Regions from separate parts of the Mus musculus genome. Here regions 1 and 3 are each linked to region 2. Evidence: chromatin contacts called from public HiChIP or PLAC-seq data. All regions are on one chromosome and are shown on one strand. Each heading gives the region's core, a stretch centred on a gene start, on an enhancer-like site or on the middle of the called end of the contact. The rest is flanking DNA. Distances are from core to core; before and after follow the strand shown. Region 1 has its middle 34 kb from the start of Irf4. Region 2 holds the start of Uqcrfs1 (ubiquinol-cytochrome c reductase, Rieske iron-sulfur polypeptide 1). Region 3 overlaps Agtr1a (angiotensin II receptor, type 1a).

The links. HiChIP or PLAC-seq counts read pairs in DNA pulled down with a chosen protein or histone mark.
Region 1: a contact with region 2 is called in a FOXA1 HiChIP or PLAC-seq map of pancreatic cancer cells. The contact joins the enhancer-like site here to the promoter of Uqcrfs1 in region 2. A contact is called at or near these places in 1 of 39 promoter capture datasets (hippocampal neurons), 1 of 15 datasets of contacts at CTCF or cohesin (CD8 T cells), 2 of 484 Hi-C or Micro-C datasets (bone marrow-derived macrophages and nephron progenitors), 7 of 115 datasets of contacts at active chromatin or transcription factors (CD8 T cells, the SCID.adh cell line, bone marrow-derived macrophages and 3 more) and 2 of 9 other capture datasets (adipose tissue and liver).
Region 3: a contact with region 2 is called in a FOXA1 HiChIP or PLAC-seq map of pancreatic cancer cells. The contact joins the enhancer-like site here to the promoter of Uqcrfs1 in region 2. A contact is called at or near these places in 5 of 39 promoter capture datasets (the 3T3-L1 cell line, embryonic stem cells, liver and 1 more), 23 of 484 Hi-C or Micro-C datasets (the AML12 cell line, the AtT-20 cell line, the C2C12 cell line and 12 more), 6 of 115 datasets of contacts at active chromatin or transcription factors (the SCID.adh cell line, epiblast stem cells, fibro-adipogenic progenitors and 3 more) and 1 of 9 other capture datasets (embryonic stem cells).

Annotation. Positions count from the first base shown.
Region 1 is chr13:30,780,866-30,784,937 of GRCm38.p6, reverse strand. No RefSeq gene overlaps it. Among named protein-coding and RNA genes, the nearest start is that of Irf4, 34 kb to the right of the region's middle. Within about 2 kb of position 2,612, at least 49 of the 459 cell types and tissues checked have an H3K27ac peak or open chromatin away from gene starts, as enhancers often do. A contact at or near this core is called in pancreatic cancer cells, where this site is marked.
Region 2 is chr13:30,542,747-30,547,140 of GRCm38.p6, reverse strand. It overlaps Uqcrfs1 (ubiquinol-cytochrome c reductase, Rieske iron-sulfur polypeptide 1), which reads left to right and starts at 1,825. Exons shown (of 2, transcript NM_025710.2): 1 at 1,825-2,107. The coding sequence starts at 1,894.
Region 3 is chr13:30,367,062-30,371,331 of GRCm38.p6, reverse strand. The region is part of intron 2 of Agtr1a (angiotensin II receptor, type 1a); the gene reads right to left. Among named protein-coding and RNA genes, the nearest start is that of Agtr1a, 33 kb to the right of the region's middle. Within about 2 kb of position 2,476, at least 23 of the 459 cell types and tissues checked have an H3K27ac peak or open chromatin away from gene starts, as enhancers often do. A contact at or near this core is called in brown adipocytes, embryonic fibroblasts, pancreatic cancer cells and 1 more, where this site is marked.

The sequences.
Region 1 (4,072 bases), core at 1,363-3,862, 240 kb before region 2:
GTTTTCACAAAAATAGAATCAAATCCAGGAGACAGGACTCAGCTCAGTCTGCAGTTTGTAGCCCCAGTAAGCTGTTGGATGCTGGCCTTTCCCTCACAACATCATTATGACAGTCATAAGGAAGGGGAGGCCAAGGCATTGAGCTCTTTGCCACACACCCCGGACCCACCAACCCAGGGAGTGGGCATGCAAACAGGAGTGTTTCTAAAGGACATCAGTGGGCCTTTGTTAACTCCTTCATGGAGAAACATGCATAACCTCTGTGCTGCTTCATACATGTGTAAGCATGTACTATCCATGTCCTCAAGTCCACTACACGCACACCCTCCTTCCAAAGAAGGACAAATGAGGGCATGAAGACCACACAGTCAGGGTGCCAGAGATGAACTCGGGCTCCCCAAACAATCCAGGTGACCTCTCTCTCCTTCATCTGTCAAGAGGGATGGTTGAAATAGGACCTTCACACCAACCAGCTTCAATAAATCTATTAACGTCTCTCAGCTGACTTTCTTTTTTTTTTTTATTTATAAAACAGAGTTTATTCAGGGCATGAGAAGGGAAGTTAAGAGGGTAGTAGAAGCAGAGAAAGGCAGAGAGAGAGAGAGAGAGAGAGAGAGAGAGAGAGAGAGAGAGAGAGAGAGAGAGAGAGAACACTAACATGCCCTAAAGGAACACTGGGCCACGCAGCTTCTGCCAGGTCCACACACTCTCACAGTACCATTTTGCTCCCTTGGCGCAGGGAAGCCTAGTCACTCTGGCTGCAGGGCTGTGATTACAGGCCCCTGAGCGCTGCTGTGGCCAGGTTCACGTTTTGCGCCGTTACCCTAACGAGATGCCACCTTTAATTTTAGCTAATAAGGTAGAGATCTGAAGAAGATAGAAAAACTAAAGGTAAGTGCTCCTGTCCTGTCCTTCTGAGGATGTGGACCTCCTCGAAACCCAGGTTGGTTAAAGTCTCCCCGCTGCACCTGTCTGTAACTTTTAAACCAGCATCCACAGTCACGATGAGATTATCAAGCAGAGCAGCTGCCTTGGAGAACAGTAAAACCACTCCTCTGGATTAAAGGTGGGCTTACTATGTACTACAGCTGAGGGCATACCCAAACAAGCTGCAGGCGGGAGTCTGTGATGGCCACCCTGGTCCCCTCCCAAAGGTACATAGCAGCATTACTTACAATAACCAAAGACGAAAGCCATACACACACACACATCGGTCAGCGGCCAGACTGATAAGCAAAATGTAGCAAGCAGTAGGATGCTACTGGGCCATGAAAGGAAGGAAATTCTTGCCCATGCTACATAACAGCATGGATGAAACTTGAGGTCCTTGTGACCCAAGCTATAGGACAGTCAAAAAGGGGAAACATTGATATGAAACTGCTAGAGGAGTTAAATTTGTGGAAATGCAAGGAAGAATGGAACTCGCCAGGGGTCTGGGTCGGGGGGGGGGGGGAGATGAGGGTTTGGGTTTAACCAGTGCAGAGCTTTAGTTTGGAAAGAGGAAAAGGTCCTGATGGTGGATGGTGGTGACAAAGTCACAGCCACTTGGCTGGGTTTAATGCCACTAAACTGAGTAATTAAAAATGGCCAGGATGATGGACACATTTTAATACACATGTATTTTAAAAGTTGGAGCACACATTTCCTCCGTCTTGTATTCTCTACATGCAGCCCAGAGCCTGATGCTCTTCACCTCTTTCTAGAGAGGACACAATGCATTCTCTTAACCTGTACAACACTTGCTGGGGAGACCAGCCAAATACCATGCGGGGCATGACAGCCGGTGGCAAGAGGTTTAGGTGTGATGGTGAAACCAGGGATGGACAGTCTTCTGCATCACCACAGGAGACATCTGTAGCGTAGCTGGTATTTTCCAATCAGAGCTGAGGCCAGGGCCAAGCTGAGACAGTGGCCAGAAGTCACTGGTTCTACTTGGAGGGTCTCCCCATCTATGAGTGGGACCCAGCCTAAGCCGTCCCTCTAGGAGACTGTTGAAGCGCAACTCCAGGTCCCGACAGAGGATGCAGGTTCCAGCACATGAGAAGAGGTAGCAGAACGGAGAGTATTGATCTCCTGAATATCCGCATTCTAGCCCTGGGCCAGAGATGCAGCTTCTGTAGCCTCCACCCATCAGTGCCTCGGGCTGATAGAGATTCCTGTCTTTCCCCTCCTCACTCGCTCACCTAATCAAAACCAAATGAGGCTGCTAGCAGGGAAACAGCCTCTAGTGTTTCAGTTCATGCCAGTATCAATGGCCAAGGATCTGGGGAACCACAGAGCGTTTCTAATAACTGAAGAACTGTGTGTGACCCGGGCGTTTTCCCCTTACAAGCTGACAGTTGATCAGCAGAGAATGAAAATGCAGTCATTGAAATGAGTCAGAGCTCAGCCTTTTCACTTGGCCACTCTTGCCTCTATCTGACCCCAGGACCACAGCCTTTTCATGTATGTCTTCCCCGCCCGGCCCAGCCACAGGACTCCCCAGCCTAAGGTATGCACAGTTACCACACTTCGTGAGGAAGGGGCAGAATAAACACAAACGATCCCTGTGTATCCTCGCTACAACGAAGTGACTGTTTCTAACAATGCAACTCTCACTGTGATGATACAATGTTTATTCCCTGGGCACAATCTGAGGTCTACTCAAATCATATGTCTAGGACCAGCTGACTTCTCCCTAAATACACTGGCCATGTCTGGAGATTCTGCCCCTTTCTTTGAGAGGCAGTTGTGGCCAGTCCAAGCCGGGGCTCTTTCTCACTATGCTCTTGGTTATTTTAGGCTTATCTCAGTGACTCACCAGTGAAATGTAACCCCAGTCAGTGGGTGGTCCCTGGGGTATTATAGCCTATCCCAGCACACAAGGTGCAGGTAGGGAGGAGGTCAGCTGCCCAGGACTCAAGTGTGGTTCTGGGGCTGGGCACTCACAAAGCCACTCAGAAGCCGGTGTTGTCATGAAGGGTGAAGCAAAACTGTGACTGAAGGACTTAGCCTGGCCCATGGTAAGCATGCTGCAGGGGCTGTGGGAGGCCTTTAGGTGCTGGGATTTGGGGATTTGTCCACACTGTCTAACTTTTCCTGGGGACTCCCATAGAGGGTGTCAAACCAAAAAAAAAAAAAAAAAAAAAGTCCCATGTATGGCTAGTTTGCTATTACAGAGTCAGGGGTGATTCAAAGGCAGCCACACCTCTGAAAAGCCACCCCAGCATGGGGGACAACTCACAAAAACTGCACCCCTGCAACTGTCTGCACAACTTGAAGTAGGGAGCCCTCTCTCCAACAATTCCTACTGCTTATGTAGCCTTAGGGAGGGGGCCCTGAACCACTTTTAAGTTCAAGAATTTCCTGAGACTTGTGAGTTCTTCCCTTCCTGAACCTTATAAATTGTTTACTTCTTAAGTCTTAATGAGCCTCCCTCTCGGACAGACTGTTTCAACTGGGAGAAAACAGTTCCAATGGTCTCACAAGAGAGAAACCAATGAAAGAGAAATCTAAAGGAATTAGTACCATAGGCAGATAACACAGGCTGGGGGGATGTTGGTCTCCAACCCCCATCCTTCCTGCTGCCCCTCAGTACACCACCTGATAGGTATCACTAGCCTAATGCCCTTTTGTAGAGGTGGAAACTTCTCCCTACATACCAACACACCAAGTAGAGGATGTTGCCCTGAGGAGAATCAGGATTCTGTAAAAAAAATAAATAAAGGGGTGTTGTAGAGTCAGGAGGGAAGGATAAGGGGAGAACACATTTGTAATCCAGCTCCCACCAGGATTCCCAGCCCCCAACAAGGAAAGACTTCACATTGGATATGTTCTCAGCTTCTGTATCTCAGAAGAGACCAGCAAACTGTGTTTGATGGGTGGGTGGTGGTGGTGGGGGGGGGGGTGAGAGAGTGACACTGATGGAACTTTTGGTGATGGCTGTCTGTGTTCGGCCTGTCCTTACCTTTCTTGACCTTTAAATGTCGATGTTCCCAAGTTGTCACAGTGATCTCTCCTCAATTTTTTTTGTTTTTCCCTTGTAAGTTTAGGATTGGCAATTTCTAGGGACTTTATTAGAAAAATGAATACT
Region 2 (4,394 bases), core at 576-3,075:
AGCAACAGTAGGAAAGGAACTTAGCAGGTTTCTGTTAGTTTTGAAAAGCAGGTGAACTGAACCCAAGTCAGAGGTCTGAAGCCCAAAGCTTGAAAACGTTTCAGTAAGATGCAATGGGCCATCCTGGCTCTTGTAGGAGAACTGGCCTCTGACATCCTCAAAAACTGATGACGAACAGACCTATGCCTGGCCCTGGCTCGTCCTTGTTGGGTGGTTTCTCAGCTGAGGCTGTCTGTCCAGGGCCAGCTCAGATGTATATGGTGTCATATGCATCTGGAAAGCTCCATGGTCCATCTCTTGTCAAGCACTGGCACCACCAGCAGCAGTTGGCATCTAGCTGGGGATTTGGTTCCATCATGAGACAGAGCCACAGGCAGGGGCAGTTTGGGGTGAAGACTTCCATCTGGAGATTCAGCTGAGAGAGAAAAGGTTAGATTGATCTCTGCCATGGTGGATATTCACTCCTGGTTCCTTAGGTGAGATCTACATGGAGTGCATGCTTCTCTGGGGTTATCCCAGGTCCTGTCCCTGTTCAGAACATAACTGAATGAAGTGACAGTGACAAGAAAGGACCCAGACTAGGCAGCAAGTATCCTCCCTGGCTAAGGACACCTGCAATCATTCCTCTGTGAGGGCCCGGATCTCCTGGGTGTTGTTTTACATTGCTGCTATAACAAACATAGTGTCTTAAAACAACACAACTACATTGTTTTACAATTCCAAAGGTTTAGAAACCAGCCAAGGTCCTAGAGTCCATGTATTATACAAGCATCATATCACAATCATGCCAGAGTGTGCAGTGCTTAAATTCTTAGTTTTTTTTTTTTACTGTTTTTTCTTTTTAAACCCTAAAAGAATAAACGAAGTATTTGGTATAGAGAAAGTTGTATGGATGAGAACTTCATTCTTTGAAAGTGAATGCCATCTCTAAACTCAATTGTCTGTGTGAACTTGAAATCAAGGTTTGTTCTACTTGGAAAAGTGGAGATTTTCAAGTGTAAGAGGGATTAACGTTTATTAGCACCTCACAGAGACTTTGTTAGTGGTGTAGTCAGAACTGAAAGAGAAGTTAGAAAGTTGGCAGTTTTCTCACTATGTGAAGGAGAGTAAGAGTCCCTCCCTTTTGTACTGCTGAACATCACTTGGGAAACCCCACTTGTTCAGAAACAAACAAACAAACAAACAAACAAAAACCCCTCAGGGGTCTACAATACTCCACTGCTTCCTGGCAATCTATGCAGAGCAAAGGGTCTAAGGACCAGGTCCTTCACTGGTAAAATGCTGGTATCAATAGTGTTATTTCATCAAGATCATAATTACAAATGAACAACGAAGGAAACTACCAAATCAAAAGCGTAGTAGATCATGAATAATCGTAAGCCACCGTTTTGTTTTGTTTTGTTTTGTTTTGTTTTTGTCAAACCTTGCATATAGGTTTCTGGCTCTTTTGTTGTAAGAAGATCAAAATCGTCTTGGCAAAAGACAAAAAGCGGTTGGTATTTATTCTAGGTGATAGGCGTTAGGAAGTAGTAGTAGCCTGTTGTTTTTTTTTTTCTCATGCCTCGGTCGTCCCCGATTTAAGGTTTTGCCCTAAATGAAGGATCTCAATCACGACCACAAGAAATCCCTCCCGACTTCGGTTTTCCTGGGGCAGGGCGACCGAGTCAGACACCAGAGTGTCTCCAGGCCCTGCCCTTTCCTGCCCGGGCCCCAACCTGCGCCCGAAGCCACGCCCCCAACGCGGCGTCCCTCCCGATTCGCTCAACCTTGCGAAACGCCCTTTCCGGCGTCGCGCTGACGTCACAAACCCTGCGCCTCCCGCTCCTCTTCGGGCCGTCGTTCGAACGAAAGGTCGTCCCTGTGACCGACGAGGTGGTTTGAGCAGCTGTCGCCATGTTGTCGGTCGCCGCCCGCTCGGGCCCGTTCGCGCCCGTCCTATCGGCCACTTCCCGCGGGGTGGCGGGCGCGCTGCGTCCTCTGCTGCAAGGCGCGGTGCCCGCCGCCTCGGAGCCACCTGTTCTGGATGTGAAGCGACCCTTCCTGTGCCGCGAGTCCCTGAGTGGCCAGGCCGCAGCCCGGCCTTTGGTGGCCACGGTGGGCCTGAACGGTGAGCCGGCTTCGGAGTACCCCGATCTCGTTCCCTGCGGCGGCGGAGGGCGGTGTGCTGGGATGTGGTGGGCCGGCCGCGGCTACCTTGGCAGGCCGAGCGCTCCCCGGAGCAGGCGGGCTCACGGTGACGGGATGCTCCCGTAGCTGCATCCCCCAGGAGTCAGGAGCCGGTCTGCACGTCAGTCTGGGTTCCCTCCTCAGGCTTCACTTGACTTTCTTGATTAAGATCGGCCTCCCTGTATCATGGCTAAGATACTGTTAGTTACAGGAATTTGACCTTGGGCAAGTTTCCTCGATGTTACCACAACTTTGTAGGGGTGTTGTGAGTCTTACACTAGAGAATTCTATGTAAAGCCATTGGTACGGTTTAGACGATAAGTGTTCAAAATAGAAATTGAAACAACCATGTAGGAAGTTGTCAGTGTACTGGTACAGTCGCTTTTCAGCATCTTAACTCCCTAGCAGCCCCATCCCTATAGACACAAAACCAGCCCTGTCAGTTCCACTGTAGGGGATCAGCAGTGGTTTCAGATACCAGGCTCTACGGCTTTCATAATCTTACTTAGTCGTGAAGGCGAGGCAGTCAGAAATGATACTTTTTTTTTTTTTTAATACAGAAAACAGAGGTGAAGTGACCCACACAGTGGGAATCTATGCAGTGCGGTCTCTTCCTAGTTTATCTAAGTCTGCTTCACATTCCCTTGTGACTTAAAAATCTAGAAAGCTTTCTGGTGTCTCCTGAAATGTGGGAAGCTGCACTGGGCTCGTTTGGTTTCTGCTCCGATAGTTGACTGACTCTTCACTTTTTCAAGTAGATTAAACCTTGATTTCAAGTTCACAGGGACCATTGAGTTTAGAAATATCATTCACTTTAAAAGAATGAAGATCGCATCCATATAGCTTTCTCCTCTATACCAAGCAAAGTAACATACTATGATTGTTCAGTGTATTACCTACTTGGCACTGCTTGGGGTTGAGTTTATGACCTTTCTACATGTCAACCAAATTGCCTTCTTAGACAGCTTTTCACTCTGCATTCATTCTAATCCTGCCTCTCTGTCTGTCTGTCCTGCCTCTCTTTGAGGCAGGGTCTCACTATGTATCCTAGGCTGTCCTCAGACTCAAGGTCTTCCTGACTGTCTTCCCAGAGCCACCATGGTTAGCTTTTCCTGCAGATTTTTAATGATCCCCACTGGGTTTGCTGTTTATCTCTATTTTAGCCATTAACCTTAATGTCAGGTCAGATTACAAAGTTTACTTTTGCTGATATCTTGATGTCATTATAGCATGTTGACACTCTCCTCTCTATTGTTGAGACTTCTGGCCTTGGTTTAAAGCGGTAGAATAATAGCTCCTTAGTTTTTGTCTCCCATTATCAGGTTTTGTATACATTTGAGTCAAGATCTTTTTTCAGGGTAAATGTGAAGGGGCACTATTGGGTCTTTGAAAAACTTTTCAGGACAGAAGTGTAATAACTTACCTTGTTCTGAGTCTGTTTGGGTTAGGGGATCAGTAGGTAAGAAGTGAGGAAGAGAAAATTGCAGAGGTGAAAGCGTTACTTCAGTTTGTCAGATAGCCGAAAGGTTTCTGATAAAAATTGGTGGTGTGCCTGCTTCATGAAAGCATTTTCCAAACCAGACAATGTAGAAACAAAGCCAAAACCTTTCCTGAAATCATACTTTACATCGTAGCTTAATTGCCCGTTAAAATCCATCTGGGTGACTATGGAAAGATAGGTAGTGACAGAATGGGTGGATTCAGATTGAGAGTGTGTGGAGGAAAATGTCTGCATATGGGAAAATCTCTTTCATGCAGATTTCTAGGTACCTTGGCTTTACAACTACGAAAAGTTTACCTGCCTTAGATTTCCTCTATTTTGAGGTGATATTTCAATAACTGATCATGTATCATGTTGGAATTAAATTAAGCACCTATGCTTAATACAACTTGTGCAAATTATATAGGAAATGACTTTTGAAACAATTTCCTAAAGGTCCCTTGATTGATAATGGTGATGTGTAACTTGCTGTACAGAGAACAGTTGATAACTGGATTTTTTTGTCACCAAAACTCTTGCAAATGAGTCATTCTGTGTAGTGTTTTTAGTTACCTTGTATTGTTAGGAGGTGGTGGTTGTGGCTGCTGTTGAGTGTAAAACTCTGAACTTGGCTCCTTTCTGTTTTAGGTATGCAACATTTTTTTTTTTTTTTTTTAAGAGTGATTCCAGGCATTGTCCTGGAGGAGTAATTCTTACTTGATTCCAAATGCCAGTTAACACCATCACA
Region 3 (4,270 bases), core at 1,227-3,726, 180 kb after region 2:
GCACTGCCTCTCTGCGCACCTCTCTGCGCACTGCCTCTCTGCGCACCTCTCTGCGCATTGCCCCTCTGCGCATTGCTGACGCACTACGCAGGGCGGGGGCTCCGCATAGGGCGGACCTTGAAACCGACTGCCGGGAGGTTGAACAGTACGCTGACTTTCGCCAGCCGCTTTTGGCTTTTTTCTTGACCAATTAGCTGGCTGGTAATGGGCTGCTTCTTCCTCCCAGTCTGTTTCCTCAGAGGAGGATTCTTCACTTGCTTCAGAGCTACTAAGAGCTGGCTTCCTGAGCTCATCTAGTGACGAGTATCTCCTAGAGACCTCCGCTAATCGATCTTTTTTCTTCTCCCTTTTTCCTCTTTTTCTTCTAATCTCTCTCCAGGTATTCCTACCTAACCTTAACTTTTCCTCGGGTTCAAGACCCTTGGAAAGGCCTGTATACTTATTTTGTGTACCATACTTCCTCTTTGTTCCTACTCTCTCTCCCCGCTTTACTTCTGATAGATTGTCCTGAATTTCCTCTAGAATTTTCAGCCCTATCTTAATCACTTGATAGCATGTGAAAAAGAACAAAAGGGCTCCTAACACCAGAAAAAATTCAAGGCCAAACATACTCACTGGTACTCTCGTTCCCCAGCTGAAAAGTTCTGAATTCATACAGTTGAATCCTTCTTAACAGTCTGCTTTACGGGAACCTTTATCACCGTCGTTCCCCAGCTGATGAGTTCTGAATTCGGCAGTTGAATCCTTCTCAACAGTCTGTGTTACGGGAACCTTTATAAACGTGATCCGCAGTTCTGGTTCTGAAATGAAGTATCCCTCCTGCGCCAGTCCGGAGTTTTTTCTCGTCCCGGAATTCGGCACCAATTGTTATTCGTCGCGTTCTCACGACCGGCCAGGAAGAACACAACAACCAGAATCTTCTACGGCAAAGCTTTATTGCTTACATCTTTTTGGGGGCCAGAGTGTAAGAAGCAAGAGAGAGAGAAAAACGAAACCCCTTCTATTTAAAAGAGAACAACAATTGCCTAGGACGCATCACTCCCTGATTGGCTGCAGCCCATGGCCGAGCTGACGTTCACGGGAAAAACAGAGTACAAGTAGTCGTAAATACCCTTGGCTCATGCGCAGATTATTTGTTTACCAACTTAGAACACAGGATGTCAGCGCCATCTTGTGACGGCGAATGTGGGGGCGGCTTCCCACAACCTTCTTTTAGCCTTCTTTCTGCAGGTGAAGAAGTTACAGTCCCTATCTGAGTGGTTAGTTTCCAGCCCCGTTATTGTTAAGTAGCCCTGATTAGGGCTCAGTGAGGGCCAATTAGGAAAGCTGTTTCTCTGACCTTGGTAGAGTCCTGACATTCCAAGGAATCCCAAAACAAAAACACTAATGCAGTGGGAGGGTCAGTCACCTGGTTAACCCAAGAAAGCAGGACCACCCCTAGGAATGCAGATTCCCCCAGAAGCGTAAAGAGACAGGAGGAAAGAACGTTCATCTCCAGAATGAGAAGTTTTCTTCCCAGGATTCCTGCCTTCTGGGGCAGTCCAGGAGAGTCTGGGGTTCTGTGGGGTCTGTCTATCTTATCTATTGAGTCCTGACTCCAGTAGGCATACCTTTGCCTCTTCTTGCTTTTCTGCCTTTCTTTTGGGTGCTATCCAGAACTCAAGGAGTCTCTATCTAGTGCCCTGGGCTTCTGCACTCTTCCTCCCACACTTATTATGGAACTTCTTGTCTGTCACTTGGGCTGACCTTCATGTTCACCCAAATAGCATGGCTGTCTTCTTTTTCAGCTCCTGTAATTGGCCTATCTGGTGGGAATGAACATACATATTCTGTATGCTTCTCTCTTTGGCTACCTGACTACTGAAAAAAAAATGAAGTAAAAAAAAAATTACAATTTTCCCCCCAGGAATTTCCTGCTGTGAGTGGAAGCAAGTGTCCTGGAGAAAGACTTCCCTCACAGGCGAGACTTGAGGCTGAGGCTGAGACATCGATAGCAGTGGGCATGGGACCACACTCTGGCATATACTTATCTCTTGTTTTCGATGAAATTCTACTCTTCAGGTTAGGATCCTGAAGATGGACTCCAGAAGGGTCACTGGATCTCTTTGTCCCTGAGGCTACATTGAATGAATCCCCTTTTTCAGTTTTACCTTTAGTTTGGCTCCTTTTGTTGACTTATTGAGGATAAATGGCAGAACTTGGCTGGTTCTGCACAAACCATGACCCCCTAAATCCAGTGACTACTGTGAGAAAAATGGGGTTTTGTTGTTTTACTTTTCCACTAAAGATGGCTAGCCCACTGAGGGCTAGTATTCTCTGTTAACCTCTCTCGGCTTGAGAAACTCTTCCATCTTTGTCTGTTTGCCCAAGTCCTGGATGCCAGGCATTCCTGAGACTTGACTCTATCACACCCTTCCCTTTCGCTCCAATTCTGAATTATCCAATTGTGTCAGTTTATTAGGTCAAGCTCCCACCAAGAGGGTGACAAACAGTCACCACCCTGTGATAGGATAAACACTATGTGACCTCTCCCCCACCTCTTTGTGCTCCCTTGGTTTGGATTGTTAAGAAACCTTTTTCAAAAGTAGATTGCCTTGACAAGTTACTTTCTCTTTGCGCCTGTGTCCCTTTGTCCAACACTAGGAATATAGGGCTATTCTTTTCCAACACACCCCCACCTGTGACACTATAAAAAACTCTTCCCCTGTCATCTGGGAACTTCGGTTCTTTCAATTCTCAGAACATGAACCCAGAAGCCACTGGCTCAGGGCAGCTTTTGGTGGCCATCAATTTCCCAGGCCACTAGGCTCCAAGAAAGGCTCCTTTGTCCTAAAAAAGATGCCCCAACATTCCTACTTCATTTCCTTGTCCCTCTCACGAAACCTATACACCCTGAACCCTTCTCTTCTGTCGATTGCAGAGCCATTAGAATCCACACACAAACACTGTCCGCTCTGCATGCCCCATTCTCTGCGAAGCTTTCCCAACCTCTCTACATAGCTCTGGAACGTTGGTTATAGCTCTTGACACTTTAATCATCTTGACATATTTGTTTTCCCCATTGGTCTGCCAGCTGCTGGAGAAGAGGCCTGTTCTGAATCATCTTGTTTACTACTGTAAGCCCTGCGATAGTCTGGGGTGGGGGTGGGGGGCAGATGATAAACGTCTCTTCAACGAGAGACCATGCTATCAGGGAACACAGAGTCCCCTCTGCAGGGTCTTACTCTCAGATTTAAAAACAGACCCAGAAGGAACCCAGAGGGCAATTTTATTAGAGTATGGGAGGAAAAACAACTATCCTCGCACAAGCTAGGGACCTTGGAAGCTTCTGGAAGACAGAAGACAGAAAGATGAGGATAGAAAGCCGGGGTTTTTTAGTTAGAGTCAAACAAGCAGGTGGAATCAGCATGGAGGTCTGAGAGAGTTTCCTGGGCTAAAGGGTATCCCTGGGAGAAATGGCAGAACAAGCACATAGGACTGTCATTAGTGTCTGAAACAGGGAGCCAGAAAGAGGAAAATGAAAAGACTTCATGTTCAGTGTGAGACCTCAGAGTTTAGGGCAGGTTTAACACAGAGAGTCTGTACCCACAATGGAGGGGTTTCTGAGCTCTGTATCTCATTATGAGGATAATTTCCCCATTTATCTTAGTGTGTCTTCAGATGTGTCTCTTTGAGATTCCAGAAAGGACCAGATTTTTCTTTTCTGGTCCAGTCTATTTGCTACTTTCTATGCTGTATTTGTTTGTTTATTTATTTACATTATCCAGCCGTTGCCCCCCCCCCCCCCAGCCCCGGGGCTCCCCCTCCCAAGATTCCTCATCCTATTCCTCCTCTTCCTTGCCTCCAAAAGAATGCTACCTCCACCAGACCTCCCCCTTCCCTGGAGCCTCAAGTCTCTCCAGGGTTAGGCAAATCTTCTCCCACTGAGGTCAGACCAGGTAGTCCTCTGCTACATATCTGCCCGGAGTTGGGATGGGGGCCTTGGACCACCCCAACTGTGTATGCTCCCTGGTTGGTGGCTTAGTCTCTGGGAGCTCCCTGGGGTCCAGGTTAGTTGAGACTGCTGGTCTTTCTATGGGGTCACCCTTTCCTTCAACTTCTTCAATCCTTCTCCTAATTCAATCATAGGGGTCCCTGACTCCAGTACAATGGTTGGGTATAAGTATCTGCATCTGTCTCAGTTAGCTGTTGATAAGGGTAGGGCCTATCAGAGGACAGTCATGCTAGTCTGTACGCACATCATAGCATCAGTAATAGTGTCAGGCCTTGG